2 separate regions of the Sus scrofa genome follow, and region 2 is linked to region 1. A link is a contact called in public HiChIP or PLAC-seq data. All regions are on one chromosome and are shown on one strand. Each heading gives the region's core, a stretch centred on a gene start, on an enhancer-like site or on the middle of the called end of the contact. The rest is flanking DNA. Distances are from core to core; before and after follow the strand shown.

Region 1 (6,839 bases), core at 1,691-4,190:
GGAGGGGCCGGCCCGGCTGCCACCCTGCCGCGGGACCTCAGTCTCCACACCGTGAGAGAACGAACTCTGTATTTAGGCCAGGCCGCGGGCGGTATTTCGGGCCCCCTGCAGCTCTTGAGGGGGGCTCCTTGGAGCACAGTCAAGGACTCCGGGGTGGTGCTGGTTCCCCGAGAGCACAGGGAGGCCCCACCCCTCGAAGGGAGCTGGGATCCTTACCTCCAAAGCCTGGGGCGCCCGGCGGCCCCAAGGGCCCTTCCCGGCCCGGAGCTCCTGGGAAGCCGTGCTGTCCTGGCGGCCCGGGCAGGCCCGGCTGGCCCGAAGGTCCTGGGAAGCCCGGCTGCCCCTTGAGGCCTGGCATTCCTGGCATCCCCTCGCTTCCTGCAGGAAAGGAGACAACACCTGAGGACAAGCCCCCAGCTCACTGCCAGCACCACCTACCGCCTCAGGCTTGTTCTGCAAAGACAGGTTTTCTGGCGGGGGGGACGTGGAAAATGCACAGAAGTGAAACAAAGGTGGGAAGCTCACGCTCTTGCCCCGAGACAGGCACTCACACCTCGGTATCTTTCCTTCTGGCCTTTTTCCTGCTCCTGTAACTACACCTAGATCGTAGATGTTTGCAGAACTGACACCCACTTCAGCTGCAGGTTGGTTTTTCCTTCCTTTTTCAGCTGCACCCATGGCACATGGAAGTTCCCTGGTCAGGGATCGAATCCAAGCCACATCTACGACCTATGCCCCAACTGCCCCAACTCTGGATCCTCAACCCAGAGTGCCACAGTGGGAACTCCTTAAGTGCAGTTTTAATCTAGCTTTCTTTCACTTGATATTTATAGTGGGAGCATTTGGCCACATTTGAAAGTACTCTTTTCAAGCACATTAAGTGGCGACGTGCGTAACTTCCTGGTCTGCCCGCTGCTGCCGCCGGGGGTGGTCGGATGGACATGAAAACAGTTTCTCCAAACTGATGCTTTGGAAATCTAAGCTTTTACCAAAAATATCCTGCCTAGACCAGCTGGGCATTACGGTGACACTGAACGTGGGGAACTGCCACAGGCTTGAAAGGGACCCTGAGGCCGTTTGCTGTTGCCACACTCTGACTTTTTAAAAAGCTGCCACAGGCACCCTCTGTAGAAGAGCTGGGGCAGGGCTTCTACCCTCAGACTGCAGAAGGGACCGGCAGGGCACACGGACACTTGCTCCCCAGCCTGGGGTGTCCACCTGCCCATCGAGAACCAGGCGTCCCCACCTCACGGCTCATGGCTCCTGTGAAGGCCGCCTGCGGGCCTGGCGGCTTTGGGTATAGACATCACTTCCTGCACCGGGCGGAGCCCCGACGGAGGGGCTCGGGCACCGGGCTGATGACAACAGACAGTCCGCACACCGCAGCTGGTGCATCTTCGGGGACCCCTAATGGGCTGCCGTCTCCCCACCCGCTCGTCGGTCAGGCCGTGTCATCAGAGCCGGGCGTCTGGGTCCTCAGGGCCCGTTTTGCATAAACCGGAAGCTCAGAGCCTTGGACGCCTTGCTTATTTGCCCAACAACGGGCGTCTTCCGCTTTGCTAAACGCACGTGGGTGATGCTGTGAACTCTTCACGCCTCAATTCCACACCCGCAGAGGAAGCCGCGCCCAGATCGTCTCTGCCTTCCTCGCCACCCCCACCGAGCACCGCGGGCCCTTCGTCACACCACGTGTTCTGCTGAAAGCAGCTGTGAGCCCCCCACGATGGCGCCCCCCGACCTGGAGACAGCACACCAGCTAACTGTACTAGAGGAAGGGCTGAGTCGGCCACCTGTCCTGGCGGCGGACGGTAGACACAGCATGATGGCCACCATTCCAGAGCATTCCAAAGGAAGGTTGGCACCGAGCGGGAGAAGCAGCAACGAGACTCATAAGCACAGTCCCGGGGTTCCCACCAAACCTCCCGGAGGGCTTTTTGAGCCCCTGGGGAGCGCGGGGCAGTGGCCAGGCCCCTCCCCACCCGCCGTGGCGACCTACCTCTGAATCCAGGCGCTCCTCTCTCTCCTGGGGGGCCCTTCAGCCCGGGGTGTCCAGGCAGTCCGGGGTCTCCCCGGGAACCCGGCTGGGCCCCCAGGACTTCTCCAGGAAGGCCCTTGTCCCCTGGGGGTCCGACTGGCCCTGGCAGGCCGGAGGGGCCTGGGAGTCCGTCCAGGCCGGGGGGGCCCACTGCACCTTTGGATCCTCGGGGCCCCACAAACCCTGGAAGGAAACACATGGCGTCCCCATAATCAGAGGTCAGCATCATGGCATCATGGCATCACGTAAGAGAGGTACCAGAACGAGGCTGAGGCAGCAGGGGTCTGTGTGGGGCAGCCGGCTCCAGCCCTGGCCCCATCGCTGGCCTCTGAACCCACAGCACTCGCAAGGCTGTCCTCCTGCCTCCCTGCGCCGTCTGGCCCCAGGCCCAGGGTGCAGTGGAGGTCGACAAGCGCTCTGAACCGACTTTCCCTGGACTGAACCCTTCATCATTCGTGGGCTCCTGTGCTGCGCAAATAATCCCAGAATCGCTTCCAAGCTGTGTGTGCAGGTGAGGGCAGATCCCAGGACATGAGGACAGACCCCAGGAGGTGAGGGCAGATTCCAGGAGGCGAGGACAGACCCCAGCAGGTAAGGGCGGACCCCAGGAGGTGAGGACGGACCCGAGGAGGTGAGGACAGACACCAAGAAGTGAGGGCGGATCCCAGGAGGTGAGGACGGACCCCAGGAGGTGAGGACGGACCCCAGGAGGAGAGGGTGACCAGACCCTCAGAGCCCCAACTCTGTCCCCTCCCATCCCCCGTCCTGGAGCGGGATCCTCAGACATCGGCCGGTTTGGAACAACTCTGAAGGGGAAGCGAGCCTCCCTGTCGCCACTGCCACCATGTCCGGATGGAGGGTGGTCTGGCCACGCCTGGACACCACAGCAATGGTCTCTTCAAACCACTTCCCCTCTCAGGCTCTCACCCTGATGTGACCTCAGACTGAACTGCAAGAGTGACAGTCACACGTCTGTCCAGAAGGAAAGGCTTCTGAGGTCACTGCCACCAAGGTTGGTGGGGGGCGTGGGGAGGAGGCCTTCCTGCCCGTCCCGGGCACTGACCGGCTCTGGCCTTAACCCGAGTGTCACTGGCAGACCCCGTGTCAGGGTCTAATGATGTGAAGGGGAGAAGGAAGAGGCTCTCACGGAAGCGACGGAACTGCTCAGGGGACCGGGCCGCCCCGGCGCGTGCGGGTCTTACATCTGGGATGGACTCTGAAGGTGGCGTTTTCTGTCCGCTGCCCGCGGAGCTGGGATGGACGGTCCTTCTGCCGCTAGGACAGGTGACGTGCATTTGGAAAAGCGAGGCCTCGGTTCCTCTCGCCCGCCTTCCTCTGGTCTCCCCACTGCCCTGTTCTCTCAAGGGCCAGCGTGTCCCCACAAACCAGGCTTTCTTCGACTACAGTGACCTTCCGGAATTTTCCGAGGAGGCGCATCCCACTCATTCCCCAGGCCCTGCAGTTCCCCGGGCTGGGCCCGCCTGGCCAGGCAGGGAAGTGATTGCTTCGGAGCCACAGAGAGAAGGTCTCAAGAAGCTGCATCTTCGCAGACAATTCCCACTTCGCTTTAGGAGGTGTGATGGCAGCCAAGTGGCAGCGCTCTACCTGCAAAGGCCCCGGCCTGGCCGCAAGATGATGCCGTGCGCCCCTCCGCGTGCGGGCGCAGACCACCCCTCGCTGCTCTCCGGGCCTTGGCTCTGCTGCTCTCTGGGCCTTGATAACAGTCACGGGAGCAGCCGCTCCTAGTCTGCAAATCATGGACCGACATGCAAGGCTCCAGGCTCAGGTGTGCAGCGGCGTTTGCAGGCTGGGATGCTGAGTCCTGGACGCTCGATCAGGATGGACGCCAAGCTGTATGTTTAGCATTAAACCAGCTGCCCGAGGGCAGGACAGGCAAGAGGCAAAACTCAATGAGTCTCTGCTGAAAACACTTGCTCAACGGTCTCAATCTAAGGAACTACTCTTTGGTGTCACAGTGCAGAGATCTGGAGGGTTCTCTCGGGTTCCGGGGCCTCGGTTTGAAGGGATCGCTGAGCCGCCGGAGGGCGTGGGAGGAGTGCCAGGGGTCTGCATGCACCGGGCCTGCAGCACCGAGGTCTGCGTCCCCGGGTCCGGCCGGCCTGTCCCCGAGGCGCCAGGGGGAACGCGGCCGCGGTGTCCTGACGTGTGTGGGGGTGGTTATGGAGCAGAACCTCCTGGAGGCAGATTTCATGCCAACCAAGCAAGAACTTTCTAGCAGGAAGAGAGTTTCGAAGTCTCACAGTGCCGGGTGGCTGATCCCCACGAGGCTGGAAGAACACCTGCGGGAGCCTGCGGGGTGTTTGCCTCGGGGACCTCACTGGCTTCCATGGTTTTGCTCAGACAATGTAGTCCCCGGGGCCTGGGCCTCTGCACACACAGGGACACAGGCGTGCTCTGGGCCGCGACCCAGAGGGACAGCTGTGTTTGGGGTCACTGAAGGGCGTTCTAGAACAGGTGGACACCCAGGCAGGTGCGCCCAACTCTTCACCCCAGTCGGTGACAGAGGCTCGCTCATCTCCCTCCCCACATGGCGAAGAGGGCATCATTGGCTTCCGGGACGCCTTGTTGGGTCAAGTGTGGATGGAATGGTGCAAAGTGTTCACTCAGAGGAGCTGCACCCTGCGGGGGGCAGACAGCGCCACGAACCGCAGAATCCCAGGTGTTCCCTGCGTGGCGGTGGTGAGTGAGCAGATGGGGAGCGGATGATGAGGGCGCAGAAGAGGGTGACGCCAGGCGCCCTTAGAATGTTTACTATCAAACACAGAAAAATCTCGCTGCCGCCTTCGTCCTGCAAGACCCCAGCGTAGCCTTCGTGCTGCAGAGGGTGATGTTTTAGTTTCCCAGAGCCAAGAACATACATTACTTGTTGGCTATGCTCGCGGCATCTGGAAATTCCTGGGCCAGGGATCGAACCTGCGTCACAGCAACGACCCGAACTGCTACAGGGACAATGCCGGATCCTTCACTGCTGCACCCCAGGAGAACTCCCCAACAGTTTTCAAGTGTGAGAAGACAGTGGTGCTGGGGCCACCATCTCACACAGTCACTTGCTGGGCGGAAGGGGCTGAGTGGGCGTCCCGCCCTGACTCACCTGGGGGTCCTGGGAATCCCTCGCGACCTGGATCTCCCGGGAATCCCTTCAGCCCTGGGGCTCCATCAGCTCCCGACGGCCCTGGGATCCCTCTGAGGCCCTTGGCACCTAAATAACCCAAAGAAACCAGGTCAGAAGCGGAGGGGAACCCCCAGCAGGAGATGAACTGGAGACTCAGGTCTGGCACCTGACTTAAAAACGTGGTTTCTTAGGAAGCTGGGAAGGGACGAGGCTGGGGGACATCAGCCCCGAGACAGCTCCTCTGACAGCCGGCGGGGCTGCGTCTCAGTCTGCACCAGAAACAGAGGGTCAGTCTACACTGGAAACGAGGGTCAGTCTACACCAGAAATGGTGAATCTCAGCTCCCATCACAACCTCACGGTCTCACTGACCTACGACTTCCTCGACTTCCTGCTGTGAAACCGTGTTCACTGTCCCTCTTCCCTCACATCCAGCGTGTGTCTATTTTGGGCCGGGCTCCCCCGCACCCCCACCTCGTGGCTGCTGGAAGCCATCCTGCTGCCGCTCTGAGCCCCTCCCCCGTTGGGGAGCTCAGGACATCGGGGTCAGGGAGGCAGGGGGCGGAGGAAGAGCAAGAGAGAGGGGAACAGAAGATGCAGACGCCCAGAGGAAGGCTGGACGTGCTCGCTCATTACCTGGGGGGCCGGGGGGGCCCGGCTGGCCTGGCGATCCCTTGGGCCCTCCGACACAGCCTGGGAAGAGAGGAAGAAGTTGCTGCAGTCGAGGTCAACACCGGACCTCACCGCTTGGGAGCTGCAGAAGTCAAGAGCGCCCGCCAAGAAAGCCAGCCACGCTTTACCATCGGAGGAATTTAGTGATCTAATTAGTCTGGAGGCGGATGTAAACAAGTCTAATTTCCCTGCGTAATAACATCAGACTAGTAATATAAAGTGCAAACGAAGTCGGTCCAGCCAGATAACCGTCTGAGCTGGCAGTGAGTGGGTGGTCCTCGGCGAGGGCCACACCTGGCACAGCCACGTTCACCTGGCGCCCTGCCCCACCCCCGAGTCAGGCAGTGTGAACGCCTTTCTTCGTCTGGAAACTTCCCCCAGGGATGGAGGAGGCTTGCGGTCTCAGAAGGAAGGCTTTGACTTCTCCTTTGGGACTTAGGTCACTTTCAGAATTAGCCTCGGCCACTTGCTGCTGAGAGTCACGCAGCACTTCTGGCTGGTGACACTGGCAGGGGTACTTTGTCGGAGGCGCCCTGTGGGCACAGTAATGCTTTCCCACACCCTTGGTCCGTTTGCCTGGGGTTTGGCAGTGCTCCTGTGGTGGCCCGACTTAATGGCCAAGGAGGGGCTTTGGGCTCCTCTGCCACACGAGGGGTCCGGGGCACAAGGACAGCCACCAGGTCTAAAGAGAAAGGACCCGGCCATCTGCAGGGGCCCAGCCTCGAGCCCGCGGAGCCTCACTGCCGGGCCTTCCCACCTCTGAGCCCAGCCGGCTCTGCGGTTGCCCCTCCTGCCCTGCACCCTGGCCCCGAGCACCTGACCAACTCCCCACCCCCTGCAGGGGACCCACAAGTCCTGACGCTGCTTCTCCAAGCCCCGCCTTCACCCTGAGGGTTACGCCCCAACTCTCAACAGCCACCTGGGAGCCACTGTCCTCCAGACGTTTCGCTGGCACCTTTAACCACGAAAAATCTCCCCCTTTTTTCCTTTTTAGGGCCAC
Region 2 (6,155 bases), core at 2,277-4,776, 130 kb before region 1:
TCTCCACCCCGCAAGCCTTCTCCCAGCTCAGCGCACAGGGGGCCACTCAGTTCTCGTCCCGGGACACCGACCACCGAGAAGCAGCCCCAGACCCGGGTCACTCACGCGTCCGCTGCTCCGCGAGGCCGAACCCGCGGGTCCCTGGGACCCGACCCGGAGCCCCGCCTGCGCCCTCGGCAATCCCAGCGACACGGATCGCCAGCTTTGCCCTGTACCCCGGGCGCCGCCATTACTCCGCGGCGGAAGGGGCCAAGCTCGCGTCGGTGGGGGGCGGGGGCGAGGCTGGCTCAGCCCCGCCAATGGGTAGGCGGCCAGTGGGAGGCGCGCCCCGCCCCGGCAGCCACTGCCAGTAGGAATCGTTGGACCGGAGGGCGGTGGCCAGGTGGGGCACCAATCACAACCCAGGGTCAGAGAACTCGGCCCGCCCCAGCAGCACCAATAACCAATGCAGGGCCGGAGGCCGGGCGACCTGAAGACGTTCAAATCAACTCGACCTCCTCCCTCCTCCCCGCCCCTCTACGAAAGAGAAAAAAAGAGGCAGCGGAAACAGAGATCTATGCCAGTAACTGCGCAAGGCCCGCCCTCATCCGGCTCAGCAACCAATGGTTCAGCAGCGGACTGATAAGGACATTCCATGGGAGAGGCCACGGCCAATCACAGAAGGCCAAGGGGGAACGTTCACAATATGCTAATAAGCCTCCTATAAAAGTCGCTGCGAAGCAAAGCCTCGGGTAGAGCGCGCAGGGGCGCCTTCCTCGCGTGAGTCTTGTCTGTTGTGGGGCATGTAGTGGCTTTCCACCTCCCCCCACTCTTCCGTTTCCCTGCTGCGCAGTCCTGTAAACATTAGTAAACTCGGAGTGATTATCCACGTTCCAAACACAGCCCCAATGCGATGCCTGACCTGGGAGGAAAGTTTCCCCAACAGCCAGCAATTCCCAGCGGACCCGAACCCTCCGTCTCTCTCCGGCATTCTGGGCGGCCGAGGCAGCAGAGAACGACCCACAGGTCCTCTTCCCCTGCCATGTTCCTCTCCAAGTCGACAATATTTGCCTGCGCCCCCCGAGCACAGCACAGATGGGCGACTTCCTCGCCCCATCCTCCCTTCCCTCCCCTCCCCTTGACCACTGCACGCACAGAATAAAGCCCTGGCCCTCCGCAAACTACACCCGGCCGCGTCGCCCCCCGTACGTCGGCCCTCGCTCCGTGTCCAGCACCGCGGGAGGGCCGGGGGCTGGGTGGGGGCGACTGGGGCTGCACCACGCGGAGTACCGACCCCGGACTTTATGTAACACTCAGATTCGGGACTGAGTGAAGGTGGTTCCGGGGATGGCGAGCAGGGCCGGCGGACCCCTCGCCCGCATTGCCCTCCCAGCAGCCCTGCGCGCAGCACCGTCTCTGAGCCCCTAGCTAGCGACCGCTGCACATCCCTCCCTCGGCGCCTCAGCCGGCGCCCCCTGCGCCCCCTCCCCCGCAGCACCCCGCCTCGTCACTTCACTACAAAGAGCGCTTTGCTCGCGCAGCCTGGCATTGAGACCTCTCGTTCCTTCTTCCTCCTCCGTGTCCGGGCTTCGCGCACAAGGACCTTCGCAAATCAAAGACGCTCCAGACCTTTTGTTTCTGTCCGGCCAGGGCCCCGCCGCGGGATCGAGGCTCCCCAAGCGGGGATCAGGACGGCCCGCGGCCCCGCGGCGCGCCGCGACCGACGGGGATGGAGCAGCCGCCCCCGCCCATCCATCCCGCCGTACCTTGGTATTTCGCGTCGATCTCCCGCATCAGCGAGACGTTTCTCTGCAGATCGAAAGGCAGAGACTCGATGGAGTCCAGGTAGTCCTCCACATAGTTCACCAGGTGGATCTGCTCCCCGTTGGCAGGGCTCAACATGGTTCACCGAGGTCCCCGGCGACTCGGCGCGGCTTTCCGCTTCCTCCGGCCCCCGCCCCCTCGGAGCCCAGCGCTGCAAAATGCAAGGCTCCCGCCCGCCGGCGCCTCCCCTCCGGCCGGCCCCGCGCCGCTACATCTGCGAGCTGCACCGCCTGGGCCCGGGGACCGGCGCCTGGCGGGCCGGGCCGGAGCTCGGCGGCCTCGGGCGCGGGGCGGGCGCGGGCGGGCGTGCGGGCGCGCACCCCGGCGCAGGGGCCGGGGCCGGGGCCGAGCGAGCGCGGGAAGGGGCGCGCGCCGCCCGCCGCGCCGCACTTGTCCAACGTGGAAAACCCAAATACCAGTTTCAAACACTTGGGAAACATTCGGCCCCCTGCATCGCGCATGCGTCCTGGCCCCACCGCCCCCTCCCCCGTGGGCCCCGCCCCCGCCGCATTCACGCCCCTCACCGGCCCCGCCGCACGGGGGTGTGGCTTTGTCTGTCACTTTTGCCGGGGCAGGGGCCGCGGGGGCAAGGGGCAGCGGGCGAGCTGAAAACTTTAGTGGGAGTTTCGCACTTGCAGGCAAAGTGCGTTGGGCGGGGCTGCATGGCCGCTGGGTGTTGCGGGAGAGGCAGGTGGCATAGCCCAGAGCTCTCTGGAACCGACCCGGCCTCGGGACCATCACAATCCCGGGTCACCATCTCCTTCCCTTTGCTCAGTCCCACACTCCTGATCCCGCCTCGCAGCCGGGAAATAAGTACGGCCCGGAACAGACTGGCAACCTCGAGGGCCAATCCAGGTTCCGCCCTCACCCCGGCGGCCCAATCAGGAGAAAGAATAGGCGGGGCGATCACGGACACCTCCCCCTCGGCTCTTACTACTAGAAACCCGCGTCCCTCCGGGGGCGGAGGGACCAGGCTGGCCCGGCAAGACGGAAGTGGTTGCGCATGCGTACTTGTGTGGCCAAGAGGCCCATTTGCCCGCGCCGGAGACCTACCATTCGGCAGTCGGACCACCACTCCCGGCAGCCTCGGCGGCTCCCGCGCCTGCGCGGTCCTCACCGCCCGCCCTTTGTGTTGCCGGCCGGAGCCCAGCGCCGAGCGGCTTGGAGACAAAGGGACCCGAGAGGGGAGCGGTTCGCCAGGCCGGGTCCCCGTAGAGGGCAGGTGACCCCGACCCCTTCCCGCATGTGCCATGGAATCCTCTCTTAAAGTCCGCGCCCCCACTTCGAAAGACCACCCAAGCCGTGGTGGGGCAAGCGTCCGGGCGCCCGGGTCCCGGGGGCCTCTCCCTGTGCAGCCTTGGGCCCCCCTCCCCCTCCTCCCCGCCCTAAACGCCTGGATTTGGGCTTCCGAGGAGCCCCGTTGCCTAGACGACGGGGCCGCGCGAGGCCCGCCTCTTCCGGCCGAGGCCCCGCCTGTGGGCGTGGCCCCCTCCCCCGCTTTGTCCGCGGCGTGCGGGTCTGCGCCGCGCTTGGTGCTTTTCGGAGGACTCGTTTGGCCTCCTTTGTCCTGCCCTGTCCTTTGGCGGGTGTCGTGTCGCCAACTCTAACCCTGTCAGGTAGTTCGGCCTCGGCCCCTGACGTCCCTACCGCCTCTGTGCCTGGGCGGCGCTGCGTCTCTCGGACGGGTGGGTGGGCGGGTTCGCCTGGCTCCGGGTGCCCTGCTGCCCGTGGCCGCTCCCCCTGGGACTGAATCGATGCTCTGCGGTTCATCACGTTCTGGTGGAGTTCCCGAGTGTCCGGAGAACAGTGTCGTGACAACCAAGACCGCGGGAGAGTTTCTTAATTACTCAGTGTCATTCAGACCGAGCCAGTGTTTGTAAAATAGGTTTTGATCCGCAGTGCCCCTAGCAGCGATCTGCAGAGCAGTCCGCGATGTGGCTGTCAGTGCAGACTAAGTTGGGCTGGTCGTCTTTGGAAATGGGTTGGAACGCTGCTGCGGTGATAAACGACGAGTAGGAGTAAAACTTTGAGGTAAATGGGTTTGATCTTCATTCTACCCCTTCATCGCACCCTCACATCAGGAAACGTTCACTTCGATATTTGGGAAAGTGGTTATTTTACTTAGAGAGTCACACTTTTCCAGCTTGGGCCCAGTGTAAAGCAAATGATAGGTAAAGTTTCATTTATTGGCCACTAGCCTGCTTAAAAGGCTTTAATACTGTGACACTATGTGGCAACGAAGAGACTATATGGAATAGAGTAAACGTTGCATAGGAGAAACGCATATACGTAATTTTAAAGTACAGTAACAAGAAAGAGGTTCTTTTAATCCTTGCATTCACTGGCTCTAAAATGAGTAGTGTTTATCTGAATTTAAGAATAAAGGTGGGCGTTCCCGTCGTGGCGCAGTGGTTAACGAATCTGACTAGGAACCATGAGGTTGTGGGTTCGATCCCTGGCCTTGCTCAGTGGGTTAAGGATCCGCGTTGCTGTGAGCTGTGGTGTAGGTAGCAGACGTGGCTCAGATCCCACGTTGCTGTGGCTCTGGCGTAGGCCGGTGGCTACAGCTCCGATTCGACCCCTAGCCTGGGAACCTCCATATGCCGAGGGAGCGGCCCAAGACATGGCAAAAAGCCAAAAAACTAAAAATAAATTAAAAAAAAAAAATAAAGGTGGAGTTCTTGTCATGGTGCAGTGGAAACTAGTCCGATTAGGAACCATGAGGGTCCAGGTTTCATCCCTAGCCTCTCTCAGTGGGTTAAGGATTCGGTGTGACCCTGAGCTGTAGTGTAGGTTGCAGATGCAGCTCGGATCTGGTGTTGCTGTGACTCTGGTGTAGGCCAGCAGCTGTTAAAAAAAAAAAAAAAAGAAAGAAAAAAGGTGAGAAATAATTTACCCTTCCCAATGACCATCAAGCTGGAGTGTTTGTTGTTTTGTTTTGTTTTTTTGCTTTTTAGAGCTGCATCTGTGGCATATGAAGGTTCCCAGGCTAGAGGTTGAATCAGAGCTGTAGCTGCTGGCCTACACCACAGCCACAGCAACGCAGGATCCAAGCTGCGTCTGTGACCTACACCACAGGTCACAGCAACGCCAGATCCTTAACCCGCTGAGTGAGGCCAGGGATTGAATCTGCAACCTCATGGCTCCTAGTTGGCTTCGTTTCCGCTGCACAACGATGGGGAACTCCTGCTGTTGTTTTTTTCTTTTTTTTTAATGACTAGCTGTGGCATATGGAAGTTCCCAGACCAAGGGTCTGATTGGAGCTACAGCTACAGGCCTACACCACAGCCACAGCAACACCAGATCCCAGACCTGTCTCCGACCTACACCTCGGCTCAGGGCAACACCGGATCCTTAACCCGCTGAGCCAGGAAAGGAACCGAATCCTAGTTGTCCTGGATACTAGTTGGGTTGGTTACCGCTGAGCCAGGATGGGAAATCCCGGAGGTTTTTTTGTTTGTTTCTGCTTTTTTTTGGTCTTTTTAGGGCTGCACCCGTGGCATATGGAGGTTCCCAGGCTAGGGGTCTAATTGGAGCTACAGCTGCCGGCCTACACCACAGCCACAGCAAGGAGGGATCCAAGCCCTGTCTGTGAACTACAGCACAGCTCATGGCAATGCCAGATCCTTAATCCACTGAGGGAGGCCAGGGATCGAACCCAAAACCTCATGGTTCCTAGTCAGATTCGTTTCCACTGGGCCACGACGGGAACTCCAGGTTCTTTTTTGCCTTTTTTTTTAAATCAAGATGTCATGTCTTTTTTTTTTTTTTGGCTGCCCTGGAGGCACATGGAGATGTCATATCAATAATGATTCCTCTCATTTTTTCATGGACTTGACAGACGTGTGAAACACAACAGCTTTTTATTCATTCAACAAGAAGTATTTAGGATTGTCTACCATGTCTTTTATGCACTAGGAATGCAGTGGTGAATAATGGCTACAAGACATTTAATTTACCCCTTGGGCTAAAAAGTCAGAAAATATTTGATTAGCTTTACAAAGTTCTTAAAATGTATACCAATGACTTACTGTTTTCTGGACAAGGTTAGAGGACCAGTAGTAAAATATAGTTAATGGTGATCAGTCATTTAATTAAGTTAATTAATTTATTTTTTGGTCGCCCCTTGGCATATGGAGTCTTCAGGCCAGTGATCAGATCTGAGCCACTGTTGCTACCTAAGCCACAGCTGCGGCAACAGTGGATCCTTAACCCACCCTGTGGAGCAGGGGATTGAACCTGCATCTCAGCACTCCCAAGACTCGGGGGATCCCATTGGGCCACAGTGAGACCTCCTGATCGGGCATTTTAAATATGCCACTATGGAAAAGGGTATTTCTAGTTTTAATGGA

Evidence for each region. HiChIP or PLAC-seq counts read pairs in DNA pulled down with a chosen protein or histone mark.
Region 2: an H3K27ac HiChIP or PLAC-seq map of alveolar macrophages shows a contact between it and region 1, with 5 times the contacts expected there. The contact joins the promoter of CARS2 here to the enhancer-like site in region 1. A contact is called at or near these places in 7 of 47 Hi-C or Micro-C datasets (blood, fibroblasts, mesenteric adipose tissue and 4 more) and 2 of 2 datasets of contacts at active chromatin or transcription factors (alveolar macrophages and skeletal muscle).

What each region holds. Positions count from the first base shown.
Region 1 is chr11:77,136,507-77,143,345 of Sscrofa11.1, reverse strand. It overlaps COL4A2 (collagen alpha-2(IV) chain), which reads right to left. Exons shown (of 48, transcript XM_021065909.1): 27 at 5,804-5,860; 28 at 5,148-5,255; 29 at 1,997-2,218; 30 at 217-378. Among named protein-coding and RNA genes, the nearest start is that of RAB20, 49 kb to the left of the region's middle. Within about 2 kb of position 2,940, at least 1 of the 83 cell types and tissues checked has an H3K27ac peak or open chromatin away from gene starts, as enhancers often do. A contact at or near this core is called in alveolar macrophages, where this site is marked.
Region 2 is chr11:77,267,307-77,273,461 of Sscrofa11.1, reverse strand. It overlaps CARS2 (probable cysteine--tRNA ligase, mitochondrial), which reads left to right and starts at 3,526. Exons shown (of 15, transcript XM_021065916.1): 1 at 3,526-3,834. ING1 (inhibitor of growth protein 1) reads right to left here and starts at 3,190. Exons shown (of 2, transcript XM_021065917.1): 1 at 2,857-3,190. The coding sequence starts at 3,055.